Regions from separate parts of the Macaca mulatta genome. Here region 1 is linked to region 2. A link is a contact called in public Hi-C data. All regions are on one chromosome and are shown on one strand. The core of a region is the stretch at or near the end of the contact, and the rest is flanking DNA. Distances in the headings are between cores, read along the strand shown.

Region 1 (3,716 bases), core at 604-3,103, 220 kb after region 2:
CAGACAATGGAATAAGAAAGCAGAACACAGTATAATTCTCAAGCACGAATATAGTTTAGGTTTGGCAAGAGGACTAGGGGAGACCCGAGTGAATGCCACACTCAGGATGGCCATGGGAATGGAAAGCCAAACACCTCTCCAGGGGACACTGAGGATGACATGCCAAGATGTTACTTGGATTCTGAGGTAGGAGTTCTTATCCCCATTTCACAGATAAGGACACTGGGGCTCAGAGTTTAACACTACAAGGCTGAGTTCACATAGGGTCAGCCCTTCCGTTACACTGCACACTCCTGGCCTCACAGATCAGATGTGTCTTTTTGAAAGGGTTTTTACCCAGGCGCCATCCGCCTCTGGAATCTGCAGGGGCTCATCCTCCCTCTGCTGGATCAGCTATGGTGACAACCCACACCTGGGGAGATTCCTGGAGGCGCCACAGGGAGAGTGGGACAGCAGTGGAGGGCATCAGGGGGTTGACAGGGCTTCCTGAGGGCGCAGCCTGGCTGCGTGTTTGCTCAGCATTTGAAAGCAACCACTCTCCCTAGGTGTCTTTACTACCAGCACCAGGGGCATCTGGATTTGGCGGTGACACTGGGGTGGGGACAGTAGGGCTCCAAGGGGCTGTGGGCTCCTCATGCCTGTGTTCTGGTCTGGGTGGTGCCGGCAGCTGTGTGCTGTGGCCGAGTCTGTCTCTGCCCCACAGTTCAGGCTGGCCCTGACTGCCAGGCCCCAGAGGTGGGGTAGAGGGACGGCTAGGAGGGGAGGCTCGGGGACTCGGTCCAGGGCTGCAGACCTGTAGGTACTTGTTCCTGGGGATCACGGCTGAGTGGCTGGAGGGTAAAGCTGGGGCCGTGAGAAGGGAAGGGCTCTTCCCACCGTGGCATGGGGCGGTGGCAAGGGGCTTGTTGATTAAAGGGTCAGGTCCAGATGCGGGGCTGAGGCTTCTCCACGACAGTATTGCGGGGAGGGTTGGCGGGCGCTCGGTCGGAGGGGAGTTAAGCCCCTGGGCTGGGTTCGGGGAGGGGTTCCCCGGCGCCGTGGGTCGCCGAGAAGCCGCGGAGCCGGCGCACGGGGAGCGGGCTCTGGGCGCTCAGCTCAGCTGCTGCGAGCGCCCGGGGCGGGAGCCGCCTGCCCAGGTCCTGTGGGGCTCCGGCTGCGCGCAGCCAGGAGAGGAGAGGAAAACAACAGGCGGGGAGGGAGGGAGCGGGAGGGAAGGCGGGAGGGAGGGACGCGGGGGCCGCCCCCCGCCTGGACCGGCTCCGCGCTCTGGGGGACCCAGAACCCGGGGCTCTCGGAGTACCGGAGGTCAGGGGAAAAGCCTGCAGGTCACGACCCGCGCCCCATCGCCCCCACTTCCGCGGTCCTGAGGCTCCGGGAAGGGGTCGGGTAACCCCGGCGACCCCGCTCCGGGCCTTTTTCCGAGCGCCAGTCGCACCTCCAGCCACCCGCCGCGGAGTGGGTGGGCCAGCCAAGCACCCTCTTCCCGCCCCTATTAACCCTATCTGTCCAGTCTCCGGCCTCGGACCCGCCCTCTCCCCCAGCCTCCAGTCTTCCCCGCCATCCCCGGCATGTCGGGGGAAGGGAGAAAGTTTCAGGGCTCGCAAGCTTCCCGCGCTCTCCCCTGATCCTCCGGGCCCCCGCCCCTCTGCGCAGCTCCCCGCGGACCACTCACCAGATAGAGGCTACCCTGCACCAGGAACACGAAGCAGCAGCGAGTCAGTTGCATCTTCCTCCTCCGCTCTCGTCCCCTCGTTCTCCTCTTCTCTTTACGGGGTCCCAGGCCTCTTCGTCCCCTTCCTGCTCCTTCAGGCGCGCCGTCCCATGCTCCAGTCCCCGGCGGCCCGCGGCCCTCCCCTCAGCCGGTCGCCCAGGGCCGACCCCGCCCCCTTCGGTCCAGCTGTGCAGCCGCCGCCCCCTTCCCCTGGTCCAGCTGCGCGCGGCGCGGCCCCCGCTCGAGGTCCCAGATGTGCGCCCCGAGCGCCTCGAAGGGCTCCAGCTGCGCCGTGGCTCTGCTGCTCCAGATCTGCGCTCGGCGCCCCGCTCGGCTCCAGCGGCGCCGCTCTCGCCCAGATGTGCTAGGGACCTGCGCGCGCGCCCGTCCTTGACGCTAATTCCCCCGACCAGGCTGCTCCACCCGCCCCGTCGCGGCGCGCCCCCTGGCGGACGCCCCCGGCCGCGCGGAGCCCAGGCTACCCGCTCCCCGCGCTGCGCCCCGCCAGACTAGAGCGCTCCTGGCGCCCAGGCGGCTCCCGCTTCCTCGTCCCTCCCACCGGCGGCGGCGGCGGCGGCAGGTACAGTGAGCCCAGCCGGTACCTCCGGAGTTAACTCCTCCCCTGCCGGCCCGCAGCCCGGGGACCTAGGACGCGGGCTCTCCAGCGCGGAGGGGACGGCACGCGGGGGCAGAGTAGCTCTTGGAGAGGAAGGGAGAGGGTGGTGGCCGGGGGATAGGGACCCTACCGTTTCCACCCCTCTGGCAGGGCGCCTGTTCCCCGGGAGCGGGCAGCAAGAATCTGCTGCCCTGCCCCCAACTCAGGAATCCTAGAATTAAGAAAGATCCTTTTTTTTCAAAACCTGTTCTAAGAGCCAAAACCTGCGCTGAGGGAAGTCCTTCTGGGTGTCTAGCCTGCACTCCTTTTGTTATGATGTCTGCTCCTTCCCTCTTCTACTTTACTTGGAGGGGCTGAGATAATCCCTGGACCTCCTGGGTCCAGCCACTGTGACAGGAAGTATTTGGCTGGGCCCCCGAGCTGAAAAGGCTGATAGGAGCCGGGCTAGATTCTGGGGCCGCGGGCAGGTCCTGAGAAGCTGGAGAGTGAGGGGAGCAAGGCCTTCCTGGAGGCTGTCCCTTCATTATTCACTACTTGCCCTCTCTAAGCCACAGGGGTCACCAGGCCGACAGCGGCTCCTATCCCAGCGGGGTCTCTGCAAACCTCCAGGGCAAGGAGGAAGAACACAACCCTGATCTGAGATTCCCAAAGTTGGGGCCCATCCTGCATCACCCCCACTCCATATCTTCAGGTCTCCCTCCTGGAATTCCAGGGTCCCTTTAGTCTTTAGAAAAATGAAAGGTCAAGTCCTGGCTCCCCTTGGAGGCTATGAAGGTGAGGAGGCACCCCATCATTTGAAGTGGTCCCAGCTTGGGCTGGGCACAAGGGGCACAGTGGGTGGGCACTCTGCTCTGTGGCCCTCCAAGGCCCAGCTTGGTCCCGTGGCTGCAACCCCGGCACGCACCCAGCCTCCTCCCCCACCATCTGCCAGGCGGGTGCGCGGGGAATGCAGATGAATCTTAATATCAGCCTGGGCCAAGTGCGATGAGGGAGACAGATTCTGCAAAACCCAGACAGCATCACAGAACCCCCTGCATTTCCAGGCACCCTGGGCCGTACCAAGATGCAACAGCTCTTTCCTGGTGGGGGGGTGGGGGGGTGGAGGCGTGCATGTCTAGTCAAAGACCCTCCATAGCCGGGGGAGGAAGGAACAGGCAAATCTTTGGCCTCTAAGCCTCTGGTCCGGCTGGGAGGGAGAAGCTGTTGGCCTGAGTGTGGGCAGCTGGTTCCGGCGCTCAGCTAGGCAGGGGCGTAGCTGGGCCCACTCCTTGTCTGGTTTCCAGAAGGTCCTGTCCCTAGGAGAGCTGTGTGGCCCAGCAGAAAGAGCACAGGTTTTCAGGCCAGACAGTCCCAGATTCTGTTCCAGACCTGGCTGTGTGACCTTGGGCA
Region 2 (3,730 bases), core at 481-2,980:
TCAAGCCTGTAATCCCAGCACTTTGGGAGGCCGAGATGGGCGGATCACGAGGTCAGGAGATCGAGACCATCCTGGCTAACACGGTGAAACCCCGTCTCTACTAAGAAATACAAAAAATAGCCGGGCGAGGTGGCAGCGCCTGTAGTCCCAGCTACTCGGGAGGCTGAGGCCGGAGAATGGCGTGAACCCGGGAGGCGGAGCTTGCAGTGAGCTGAGATCCTGCCACTGCACTCCAGCCTGGGCTACAGAGCGAGACTCTGTCTCAAAAAAAAAAAAAAAGAAAAAAAAGAAAGAAGACTGGGGCCCTATTTCAAGGCACCAATATTATTCCTGCATTTAGTGAGCCTTAACACACATACCACCGGCTGGGCGCGGTGGCTCATGCCTTCAATCCCAGTACTTTGGGAGGCCGAGGCGGGTGGATCACCTGAGGTCAGGAGTTCAAAACCAGCCTGACCAACATGGTGAAATCCTGTCTCTACTAAACACACAAAAATTAGCTGGGCGTCATGGAATCCGCCTGTAATCCCAGCTACTAGGGAGACTGAGGCAGGAGAATCGCTTGAAGCCGGGAGACAGAGGTTGCAGTGAGCCGAGATCATGCCATTGCACTCCGACCTGGGCAACAAGAGCAAAACTCCATCTTAAAAAAAAAAAAAAAAAAAAAAAAAACCATACATACCACCCACCAGCTGAGATCATTTTAGGAGACATTAAAAAGCATACATTTTCAGCCTGAAAAACCTCTGTGAAGAGAAAGATTTCTACTGAAATGAGCAAGAATACCACCCAGTTTTCCAAATATCTCAAGGGTAACCTGCCAGGAAATGAGCAAGAATCACAGAAAATGTCTAAAATAAGCAAGAATCACAGAAAACAGCTAAAATGAAGGGGGAATCTTAAAAGTCACCATTATAGTCTAATTATCTAGATATTTAAAGCGTTGATGTGAGACTTGTTCCTTCCTGGCTTGATCCTGGAACTCAGCTCTTCCCTGTGGCTTTTACCAGTATACCTCCCATTGTACTCCAGAGCAGACCAACTGCTCCTTCACTTCCTTCCTGTAACACTTTGTATACACCTCCAAGCAGAGAACTTACTAGATCGTCCTAAGGTTATTCATGTCTGTTTTCTCCTATCGGGCTGTGATACCCTTAAGCCAGGGATCACGTCTAATAAATTTCTGAATCGTCAGCAACCACCGCGCAGAAAGTAATCAATAGACATTTGTTCAATTGAGTTAGATTTGTTCTATATTCTGGACCTGCCACTGCCTGAGTGGCTTGCGGCACTCCATGGACCTCCGTTAGTTCAACTGTAAGAAGTAGGGGGCCATTCCTGGGTGACCTCCTAAGTCCCTTCTAATTCTAGAAGTTTTCGGTTTTTGCCAACTGCATTTTCTAGGAGCTGTCGAACTAGCAAGTAAAGATTACCGCTTGGAGGCAACTGGCCTGAGTGGGATCCCCTGGGAGTGGGCGCCGGCTTCCCACCACCCAGTCTTCTGCTTTGTTGTGCCCCTCACCTGGAAAGTAACGAGGCCTCCAAAACCCCGCCTCTGCACCTATCAGCGTCCCCGCTCGGAAAGGCGGGGATTCGGGCCACCCAATCGAGGTCCGCCTAAGCCGCGCCCCCACAGGACAGACTGCCAACCCCGACCAATCAGGAGAGGAGGGATCGTTCTCTCCAGCCAGTGGGAGAGCGCTAGGGCCGGGGCCAGACACCGCCCCCGCACGCGGGGAGGTGACCGTTGAGCCCAAACAGGCGGCGTCACCAGCCAATCAATATGCTTCCTGACGTTTCAGCGACCAATTAATAAGAACGCCTCCGATCCAGGCAAGCAGAGGGCGGGAATAGTTGCAAGCATAGGCCGAGGCCAGGGTCGGGCCCACATTTTTCTGTTGGATATGGACAGAAGAGAGGGTGGCTGAGCAAGGTTCGGGGGAGCGGGAAGTTGGGACCCAAGCACTGTGAGGCGTGGCCAACTGCGTCACGGTGCTCAATCGACTGTCCTTAGAAACCCGCCATCCCTCCTCTCCCGTTTCTCACCTTCCTTCGCGGCATTGCCGGCGGCTGCGGCCCGACGGTTCCGATTCGGGCAGCGGCGGCAGCAGCAGCAGGAACGGTGGCTCCGGCGGGCTCCGTGGCGGCCTCTGTAGCAGTCCCAATCCTGCGGACGATCCCTAGTGCCTCCTGCCTCTCAGCGTCTGGAGCGTTCTGCGCAGGCGCCGCGGGCTGAAGCGCTTTTTCCTTCACTTCCGGCTGGGTCTCGCGTCCCCTGACGTTACGGGCCAAAGAGGGTGCTGGGAGATTAGATCCTTTTGGTGAAGCTAGTGGGCGCCATTTTGAAGTTGGGCAGAAAGTGACTCCAGTGGTGGAATCCGGGGCCAGCCATTTTTAGTTAACGCGAGTGGCGCTGTTTGTGGGCGTGGGTAGCCATTCTTGTTTGGGGCAGAAGCCTGACAGTTGATGTAAACGGTTCTCATCTTTACCTAGGGCAAAATTTCCCTTCCCGGTCGTTTTAATTTCCAGAGTCGAGGAAGGAAACCCCCCGGAATCCATCAGGTTGCTGAGATTAGATTTAACCCCTTCGTTGCCTGATTGTTTAAAGGACGTTTCCGTTTATTACATAAACTCAAAAGTTGCAGAGGGATGTTTTGTGAAAGAAACTTTGTATTTTAAGAACCATCCTGGTGCCGAAGGGGTGGGAATGGGGAATTGAAAAAGGAACTAAAGGCTAGCGTCCGCCATCAGGAAGTTTCCTGTCTGGTAGAGGAGACATTGTCCTTGCTCTTAGCTAACAGCAAGTAAGTTAGTTGATGTCGCGGGGAGGAGGCAAAACCATTCTCCAGAAGCTGCAGCTCAAAGAATTCCCAATTTAGCTCTGTGGCGAGCGCCCACTTCCTTCCCGCACTGTGTTTGGGTTTGAGACCACTGGGGGCCCTGGGGTGAAAAATGTGATTTGAAAGTGTCCCGGGAATGCAGTACCAGAGTCAGAAAAGCATTGAACCGCATTTAGCTCAAATGACCTCTGGAATCCAGATGCTTGAGGCGGAGGAAGAAGAGGGAATGTTTTTACTGAAGCTGAAGCCCCCAAAAGAATGGAAATTTGAATAATAATGAGAGGGCCTAGGAAGGAGAGGTTGGTCACTGATACTAGGCTGAAAGAAGAGCCTTAAGAAAAGGCTGGAAAGTGGAGAGCAGGCGTTGAAGATTTAACCTCTCTGGAGGAAAAGCCTTGAGAGGACCAAGTCTTGCCCAATTGCGGCTGGGTGGAACCCAGGCACGCTCAGTCATTAAGTTAGGATCCCTAACCCCAATTTCAATCTGAGGCCCCTTTAGATGGAGATTTCCCCCCGTTAAGATGGAGATTTTCCCCAGGGGCTAAAGAACAAAGTAGCAGAAGGTAAACATCTGATTGATGTGCTAAGTAAAGAACTCAAAAGAGTTAAAGTTCCAGACCCTTAGCCAGCACTCTCCTTGGGGATGTCCTGGGCCAGTGTTGACACAGGCAGCTTTTAGTATTTAATACTTAGCTTTTAGTGCTTAGTATAAATACCTTTGATAACCTACTTAGGTTGAACTGCACGTAAGAACTTACTTGAAAATGGCTCACATTACTTCTTCCTTTGTAGCCCCTCACCACTTAAGCATTTAATTTCATACCATTACTCTGTTATTTTGCACTTACTGATATGTTCCTGAGGTTACATTTGAATGTTCTGGCTCCCCA

Evidence for each region. A called contact is a pair of places that touch in the nucleus more often than the background predicts.
Region 1: a contact with region 2 is called in a Hi-C map of fetal cortex germinal zone, with 2.8 times the contacts expected there. The contact joins the promoter of NXPH3 here to the promoter of FAM117A in region 2. A contact is called at or near these places in 5 of 14 Hi-C or Micro-C datasets (CD4 T cells, cortical neurons, fetal cortex germinal zone and 2 more).

What each region holds. Positions count from the first base shown.
Region 1 is chr16:60,437,652-60,441,367 of T2T-MMU8v2.0, forward strand. It overlaps NXPH3 (neurexophilin 3), which reads right to left and starts at 1,854. Exons shown (of 2, transcript NM_001266633.2): 1 at 1,673-1,854. The coding sequence starts at 1,726.
Region 2 is chr16:60,216,992-60,220,721 of T2T-MMU8v2.0, forward strand. FAM117A (family with sequence similarity 117 member A) reads left to right here and starts at 1,731. Exons shown (of 8, transcript XM_077971239.1): 1 at 1,731-1,833. KAT7 (lysine acetyltransferase 7) reads right to left here and starts at 2,218. Exons shown (of 12, transcript XM_077971234.1): 1 at 2,047-2,218. The coding sequence starts at 2,061.